3 separate regions of the Mus musculus genome follow, and regions 1 and 2 are each linked to region 3. A link is a contact called in public promoter capture Hi-C data. All regions are on one chromosome and are shown on one strand. The core of a region is the stretch at or near the end of the contact, and the rest is flanking DNA. Distances in the headings are between cores, read along the strand shown. Region 1 overlaps Rad17 (RAD17 checkpoint clamp loader component). Region 2 holds the start of Cdk7 (cyclin-dependent kinase 7). Region 3 holds the start of Gtf2h2 (general transcription factor II H, polypeptide 2).

Evidence for each region. Promoter capture Hi-C pulls out the DNA fragments that hold promoters and counts their contacts. Capture Hi-C pulls out chosen DNA fragments and counts their contacts.
Region 1: a promoter capture Hi-C map of the HPC-7 cell line shows a contact between it and region 3. The contact joins the enhancer-like site here to the promoter of Gtf2h2 in region 3. A contact is called at or near these places in 28 of 39 promoter capture datasets (the 3T3-L1 cell line, 3T3-L1-derived adipocytes, the C10 cell line and 17 more), 43 of 484 Hi-C or Micro-C datasets (the C2C12 cell line, the G1E-ER4 cell line, the HPC-5 cell line and 29 more), 17 of 115 datasets of contacts at active chromatin or transcription factors (DN3 thymocytes, the HPC-7 cell line, the NIH/3T3 cell line and 10 more) and 4 of 9 other capture datasets (adipose tissue, embryonic stem cells, liver and 1 more).
Region 2: a promoter capture Hi-C map of liver shows a contact between it and region 3. The contact joins the promoter of Cdk7 here to the promoter of Gtf2h2 in region 3. A contact is called at or near these places in 4 of 39 promoter capture datasets (cranial neural crest, embryonic stem cells, hippocampal neurons and 1 more), 6 of 484 Hi-C or Micro-C datasets (CD4 T cells, CD8 T cells, embryonic stem cells and 2 more), 1 of 115 datasets of contacts at active chromatin or transcription factors (extraembryonic endoderm stem cells) and 3 of 9 other capture datasets (adipose tissue, liver and pancreatic islet).

The regions. Positions count from the first base shown.
Region 1 is chr13:100,633,116-100,635,815 of GRCm38.p6, forward strand. It overlaps Rad17 (RAD17 checkpoint clamp loader component), which reads right to left. Exons shown (of 17, transcript NM_001044371.2): 6 at 748-884; 7 at 336-388; 8 at 81-206. Among named protein-coding and RNA genes, the nearest start is that of Rad17, 17 kb to the right of the region's middle. Within about 2 kb of position 1,391, at least 12 of the 459 cell types and tissues checked have an H3K27ac peak or open chromatin away from gene starts, as enhancers often do. A contact at or near this core is called in the HPC-7 cell line and acute myeloid leukemia, where this site is marked.
Region 2 is chr13:100,729,603-100,732,469 of GRCm38.p6, forward strand. It overlaps Cdk7 (cyclin-dependent kinase 7), which reads right to left and starts at 1,340. Exons shown (of 12, transcript NM_009874.3): 1 at 1,172-1,340; 2 at 856-915. The coding sequence starts at 1,237.
Region 3 is chr13:100,491,153-100,493,865 of GRCm38.p6, forward strand. It overlaps Gtf2h2 (general transcription factor II H, polypeptide 2), which reads right to left and starts at 1,457. Exons shown (of 16, transcript NM_022011.4): 1 at 1,305-1,457.

The DNA of each region.
Region 1 (2,700 bases), core at 141-2,640, 140 kb after region 3:
TGAGTTCCAGGACAGTCAGGGCTACACAAAGAAATCCTGTCTGGGAAAACAACCAAAATAAACAATCAAAAACTTCTTACCTAATGTTTGAAACAGAACACTCTTCTTGAATGTTTCTGGGGAAGAGTAGCCGCTGATTATTGTCTCCACTGACACTGTCAGAGACTATAAATACAAGAGGACACCGGCCAATCTGCACATGCTTTCTAAAATAACAAAATAATGTTGAAATTGAAGCAATTTAGCATGTTCATGCTAAGCAAATGTTCGACCACAGTTACAACCCCCTACCCCTAATACGGAGTTTTAGAACACTGGACTTCACTGACACCTACCTTAGAATCTCATGTAAAGCGTTAGGGTCTCGATAAAACTGGTTAGGTAACTCCTGTGGAATATATGGGACAATATTAGCTCAGTGATGCTTCACTGAATATTTAAACTTATATTTGTCAAGGAAAAACAGTACTTATCCAATGCATCTTGATCAGAATTTTCAAAGAAATTAAAGGAAATTTATGGTCATTGAGAAAGTTAACTTCCCACAGACTTCATTTGCTTTTCTATATAGATGGTGTTGCAGCTGAGAATTATGCTAGCATACAGCATATCTACTTTATCTATGCTATTCTGTTTATGTTTACTCAAAGAGTCTTCAGGTCTCTGCTATCAAAAGACTACCACTATTCCTGCATCTCACAGTTGTTCACACAACAGCTCTAGCAAGATTTTAGAAGTCGTCCTTACTTCCACCAGAATGATCTTCTTATCAGTTGTCAGATCGTCTCCAAGCATCTGCAGTTTGCTGTACTTGGTGGCTCTTAATAGAAAGTCATTGAAGACTGCTATCTGAGATTGGTATGGAACTACAGAGAAGTTTGATTCTGAAAGGAAATATATTTATCACTTTATTTTCAAATCATATACATTAATATTAAATGTACAACAAATTCACATATATGATATAACTTTCAATACTGGACTATCTTAAAATTATTTGAAGTGGTCTTAATGTAAAATAAAATATCATTTCAAAGAGTAGTATCATAATGGACAATAGTAATTTTCTTCTACACCAATGAAAGTAACATGAAGTTAATTGAGTTGGGAGGCAGAGGCAGATGACTTTGAGGCCAGTCTGGTCTACAGAGCAAATTCCAGGAAAAAAAAAAAAAAATGTAGCTATTGGGGTGGAGCGATGGCTCAGCAGTTAAACACACTTGCTGCTGTTCTTTGAGGGGACCTAAAAATAAAGATAAGAATAAAACCCATTCTTAAAAAAATAAAATAAAAAAGCTATTAATTGCTTTGGTCATAGACCATAGACACATCACACAGGAACCAAGATAAGTTTCCTTCCTGCTGGCTAGCTTGCATAACAACGGCAGAAGTTACTATGCAGGGTGTGGTGGGAGAACTGTCATCAAGTCTTACTCAGTTATGGACCCTATGTGCTACACCACTTAGGCAAAAAGTATTCACTAGGATAATAGCGGTGAGTCTGTTTTAGGGGCACTAACTGCTTCATAGTTGGATTTGTGGTCTGCTGTACAGAAAAGAATACAACTAATTCAAAGTATTACTCATTTATTACAATAATACAAAGGAATATAAACCGAGCCAAAAGCCCATTGCTAGGGGAAGTCACAGACCATAATGGAGAAGCTACAGCTATTGTTTTGCTAAAGGGCTATGATATCTCCATCAAATTATAGTCTAAATAATTATGTTTATACCCACAAATTAGTACAGCTACCAACTTGTTAGAGAAGCCCTCGGTATGCAGTGGAACTAGAGTCGCATAGCTGGTTAAAGTGATTTAAAGGGATTCTTGAATGTGCAGCTATAAACAGAACATTCTTCTCACCCCCTTCAAGGCTCAGGGAAGGTCACAGAAGATGGGAGGAAGGAATGGAGATGGAATGCCATCTTCAGATTAGGATATCGCTACTGAATTTTTGTTTTGCTTTACGAGAAATGATGTAGCCCTGGTTGTCCTGGAATTTACGATGTAGATCAAGCTGGCCTCGACCCAGAAAAGATCCTCCTGCCTCTGCTTCCTGAGTCCTGTGATTAAATCTGTGCCCAACTAGCTTCATTACTGGAATTAATTTTTTTTAAAAGAAAGATTTATTATTATACATAAGTACACTGTAGCTGTCTTTAGATGTGCCAGAAGAGGGCATCAGGTCTCACTACAGATGGTTGTGAGCCACCATGTGGTTGCTGGGATTTGAACTCAGGACCCTCGGAAGAGCAGACGGTACTCTTACCCGCTGAGCCATCTCACCAGCCCCGGAATTAAATTTTTTTTAAAGATTTATTTATTTATTATATGTAAGTACGCTGTAGCTGTCCTCAGATACTCCAGAAAAGGGCATCAGATTTCATTATGGATGGTTGTGAGCCACCATGTGGTTGCTGGGATTTGAACTCGGGACCTTCGGAAGAGCAGTTGGTGCTCTTAACCTCTGAGCCATCTCGCCAGCCTCAAATTTTTGTTTGAGTTTTTTGATTTGTTTTTAGAGATAAGAGTCTCACTACATAGCCCTACTTGGCCTGTAACTGACTATATAAACCAAGGTGGCCTTGACCTCACTGAGGTCTCCTGCCTCTGTCTCAGCGATTAAAGATTATGTATCAGCAACACTGGCTGAGCCCAGAGAATCGGAGGAATAGTTAACATTAAAATAAAAGTTG
Region 2 (2,867 bases), core at 90-2,589, 240 kb after region 3:
TCAACCAACTGCTCTGTTCTAATGCCTCCACATTCCTAGCTGTGCGACCCTCAAGTCATCTAACTAGCCTCAGGTACCTCAAAGGGGAGGCAAAGACACTTTACCTATTTCACGGACTATTTGGAGGTTAAGTGGGGGAAGAAAAAAAAAATAGTCAAAAGTGTTTGGCACACAGGAAATTATATCAGGGTGTTGTTAATGAATTTAAGTTTTAAGAATACTTAAATCTTTCTAGAAATTACACTATTATCAGTATTGCTGATGCCAATGAAAACCTTCGTGTATAGATAACACACCTTTAACAACCTTTGACATGGAAAGACCATGCCATCCAAAAGGACTGAAGAGACGCTGTCCTTGCCTCCATAGCCAACAACCAACTTTTAGGGGATGAAACGTTTTAACTTGAACAAAAACTGTTTCAGCCCGAGTTCCATCTTGAAACACAGGATACTAATAAATACTACTGTCTATAGAGTTCTTGTAACTCCTTCAATCAGTGTGACTGTGAGCAGTAAGATGAAGCCGAAGGTAGCCCATGTCTGTAATGCCCGGCACTCGGGAGGCAGAGGCAGAAGGATTTCCACGAGTTGGGAGACCAATCTGGACTCCATAGCAAGACTATCTCACAGACAGCCATCCATCAACTGTTAATGCACGGGCATTTACTCTCTAAGAGTTGCCTGGCGTGGTGGAGTACGCCTGCAAACCTGCAAACCCCCCAAACCCCCAAACACAAAGCAGAAGGGTTAAGGCTCGCAGCAAGTTCTAAATAGCGAGGTCCGTGCCAGCAAGGGCTACGTGGCAAGCAAGACGCAAAGACTGGAGAGGAAACAACATAAAAAGGCAACTCACTTTCTTAATGGCGACGATTTGGTTGGTGTTCTTGTCCCTGGCCTTATAGACCGTCGCAAACTAGAAAGGGGAACAGTAACAAAGTCGTAAGAGGTCTTTCTTTACCTGCTGGTTGGTTTTTGGCCCTTCCCCACCTCCCCCTTTTAAGAACAAAGAAGCCCTGATTCTGGAGGGGACTGGCCACGGCCTGCTACGTGGTCTGGAGGCCTCTTCTTCAGCAGGGAAGAAGCAATTCAGGGATGGTGACAAGGGGACCGAGCAGCCGGCGGTGGCCAGGCTGTGCCTGCCTGCGCGAGAACTCAGCCCCAGGCCTCACCTGTCCCTCTCCGAGGAAGTCCAGTTTCTCATAGCGCTTCGCTCGAGACTTCACGTCCACAGCCATGCGAGTGAGAAACCAGACCCGGGCACCCAAGCTAAGCCCTCCACCCCGCAGGAATTTAAAGCGTCCGAAAGCTGCCCAACAGCTACTTCCGGTCGCTGGACGCACACGACCTACGGGTCCCGCCCATACTTCCGCTGTGGGCGGGGCCAGTCCTACGGAAGCTGAGTTGGGCCGCGAACCCTGCCCTTCCCCGCTGCCACGTGCACACAGTACCCGGAAGCTGTGCTGTCCTAGACTGCAGTCAGTGTCCATTTGTTACTGGATTTTGTCTTTAACGTGGATTTTTTTTTTGCTTCCAAAGATGATAGGCCAGGGTTCTGACGTGGTATTTCTAAGTTCGGAATGTAGCAGAAGTGTAAGGGCTTGCCCTTGCAGCTGTCTTGCTTTGCGTTACTGTGTCGCCTGAGTCTCTATGGACACCAAACCCCTCCATTTGTTTTGTTTTGTTTTTCTTTTTGTGCATGTTTTTTTCCTCCCCCCCCCCCCCACTAATTTATTGACTTATTCTCTTTACATCCTGATCTCTGCCCCACTTCCTCCAATCGGGTACCCCTCCCCGTCCCACCCTCAAGTTCTTAAAGGCTGATTTATGAAGAAACAGGCCCAGGAAATCAAAACCAAGTCCTACTGAATGCTATAGAATGAGCCTTTGGTCTTATAAAAATTTGAAACTAATGATTTAAGAAAAACATACAGGGGCTGGTGAGATGGCTCAGCAGATAAAAGCACTGACTGCTCTTTGGAAGGTCCTGAGTTCAAATCCCAGCAACCACATGGTGGCTCACAAACACCTGGAATGAGATTTGACGCCCTCTTCTGGTGCATCTGAAGACAGTTACAGTGTAACTAGTTATAATAAAAAATAAATCTTAAAAAAGAAAAAGAAAAACATACAGAGCCTTTACACATAGTAACAGTGTTTGCTATGTAATTAATGATTTCACTTTAAGCCTAGCTGTCAATTACTGGCTCCAGCAATGGTTTCCTTTTGAGTCATATCTTTGTTTCCAGTTTGCAGGGTAGAGGGTGGTTTTGTTGAGGCCTCAATTCCCTGGTGGATTTAAGAATTGATCTTCGGGCTGGTGAGATGGCTCAGTGGGTAAGAGCGCCCGACTGCTCTTCCGAAGGTCCAGAGTTCAAATCCCAGCAACCACATGGTGGCTCACAACCATCCGTAATGAGATCTGACTCCCTCTTCTGGAGTGTCTGAAGACAGCTACAGTGTACTTACATATAATCAATAAATAAATCTTTTAAAAAAAAAAAAGGAAAAAAAAAAAAAGAATTGATCTTCGGCTGGGCAGTGGACTGGGAGGCATAGGCAGGCTGATTTCTGAGTTCCAGGCCAGCCTGGTCTACAGAGTGAGTTCCAGGACAGCCAGGGTTACACAGAGAAACCCTGTCTTGAAAAACCAAAAAAAAGAGTTGATCCAAGGGCTAGAGAGATGGCTCAACATATAAGAGCACTGACTGCATATTCCAAAGGTCCTGAGTTTAATTCCCAGCAACCATATGGTGGCTTATAAGATCTAGTGTCCTGTCATGCAGGCATACGTGCAAATAGAGGACTCCTGATCTCCAAGCCCCTTAATACTTTTGTTAATAAAATTTAAGAGATCCATGCAAGGTT
Region 3 (2,713 bases), core at 207-2,706:
CTATTGCAGATGCCAACAAGAGCTTGCTGACAGGAGCCTGATATAGCTGCCTCCTGAGAGGCTCTGCCAGTGCCTGCCAAATACAGAAGTGGATGCTCACAGCCATCCATTGGACAGAGCACAGGGTCCTCAATGAAGGAGCTAGAGAAAGTACCCAAGGAGCTGAAGGGGTGTGCAAGCCCCCTAGGAGGAACAACAATATGAACTAACCAGTACCCCCAGAGCTCCCAGGGACTAAACCACCAACCAAAGAGTACACATGGTGGGACTCATGGCTCTAGCTGCATAGGATGGCCTAGTTTGTCATCAATGGGAGGAGAGGCCCTTGGTCGTGTGAAGACTCTAAGCCCCAGTATAGGGGAATGTCAGGGCCAGGAAGCAGGAGTGGGTGGGTTGGTGAACAGGGGAAGGGGTAGGAAATAGGGGGTTTTCGGAGGGGAAACCAGGAAAGGGGATAACATTGGAACTGTAAATAAAAAAAAAATAATAATTTTAAAAAATAACAAAACTATGAGCCTGGCTGTGGTGGAGCACACCTTTAGTCCCAGCACTCGGAAGGCAGAAGCAGGCAGATCTCTAAAGTTCAAGGCCACCCTAGTCTACAAAGTGAGTTCCAGGACTGCCAACACTACACAGAGAAACCATCTCCAAATTAATTAATTAATTAATTAAAAATAAATAAAATTTCTGTTCAGGATGAGCAGAGTGGAATACACCTGTGATCCCAGCACACGTGTGTGCGTGTGCACACACAGTTCGCATAATATTACTTTTAAGCTTTTTAAATGTTGCTCCACCGCATCAACATTTGCTTTATATTTTACTCTTCTATTACTCTCTTAAATTCAGAGAAAATGAGAAGCAACGAGTAAACGCCGCACACTTTTTGGCTGGGTATACGGGGCCTCTTTATGATGGAGAATCCAACCGGGGAGAAGTTAGAAGTCCCCACGCCGCAGCCAGATCACCCGTTTCTTAGACTTTCCGTCATCACACCCAGCCGCCCCGGGAGATGCTCACGGTGAGCTCCTCGCGTGCACCCGCGAGCCGCAGCGCGCATGGCCACTGCGGAGGCTCTGCCTCGCCTTACCCTGCCTGGCCCGAGGTCAAGGGTGATTTACTGTCCCCCGTGTTCAGAGAGGGACAGCTCGGGGCTGCAAACTCGCTTCGGGCCACACAGACTCACGGCAAACGGCAGCCCTGCAGCGAGAACTTTCCTCAGGCGGAAGCTGCCGCGCTCCCTGCACACGCCCCCACCCCCTCCGCCCTCCAGGTCCCCCCCGAGGCCAACCCGGGCTTTGCACCTCGGTCCTCAGCTCCAGGCTTCTTCTCCTGTCCGCCTCACTCCAGCCCTCCACAGCCTCAGGACCCCGCAGGTCTCCTCGCGTAGACCCACCAGCCTCGACGAGACGACCCTCACCGGAAGTACCGGCAGTCTGAGTGCGCCGCCAAAATTCTTCCGCAGCGCGCTGGAGCCACGGGAAAAAAAAAATGTTCCGGCGGCAGAGGGCAGCTGCTGCCAGAAGAGGGAGCTAGGGAGCAAGTGGTGCCCAAGAGCGTAACTGCCTTCCAGTTCACCAATATTTCTGCTGTGGGGTGCATTTCTATAGACCAAACAGCTAAAACTACAAGTTCTGGATACGTTATACATGCGTTTAGGGAGGTTTTTTTTTGTCCGTGGGTTTTGTTTTGTTGGGTTTTGTTTAGTATCTGGATGTTTTTGCCTGCGTGCATGTCTGTGCACCATGTTCGTGCCTAGTTGGGGCAGGGGACGGAAGATGGCATCTGATCCCCTGGAACTGAAGTTACAGATGTTTGCTATCTGCCATGTGGATGATGGAAATCAAATCCGGACCCTCTGGAATAGCAACAAGTGCTCTTAACTGCATAGCCATAGCCCCACCTGCCGCCCCACCCCCACGAGCGCCAAGCATGCTCTTTAACCCAAAAATAAGAGGATTCCCCCAATAAAATAAAAATACATCTAAGCATATTTGTGAATAGAAGTAAGACACATTCGAACTTTTCCCACTCATAACTTTGGCTCTGTAAAATAGTCTTAGAAACTAAGACTGAGCTAGGAAGACGAAGGGCACCATTCTCTGACTTTTTTTTTTAAAAAACAATTTTCCTGCTAAGTCACTCACTCTCTTCTGTAGTTCTCTTGAACACAAGGAATGGCAAGACTGATCTGTAAACATCCTTATGACGTGGAACCGAGACTACTCCCAAGCAAAGAGCAAGCCTGGCAGGACAGATCACCTCCCACATGAGGGCAACTACGTATGGTGGGGAGGCTGAAAGCTGGCGCTGGGGTAACTACCTCGCCATAAACAGTCTGCCTCGGAGTAATGACATCACTAGCAAGGTCTCCAGAAACCCTTGCGAAACAAGGCCTTTGTTGGCATAAGTGATCAGACCCATGCCTTGACCAGATCACCTGACCAGACCACAGGCTCTGTCATCTATGCACACCACAAGCCCCTCCCATTTCCCTTTTCTATAAAATGTCAAAGTTCATCTCAGCCCCTCGAAGACAGACTTGGTATATGCAAACCCCTTTATCTGTTTTTCTCATCATGGCCACCTTAATAAAACCCTTTTCTCTGTCATTCATCATTACGTGTCTCTTTGGCAAACTGAGACGCGTGGCCAGACAAGTCTGCTAGGACTGCTGGAACAGGGGGTTTTTATTAAAACTTTGTTAACAGGG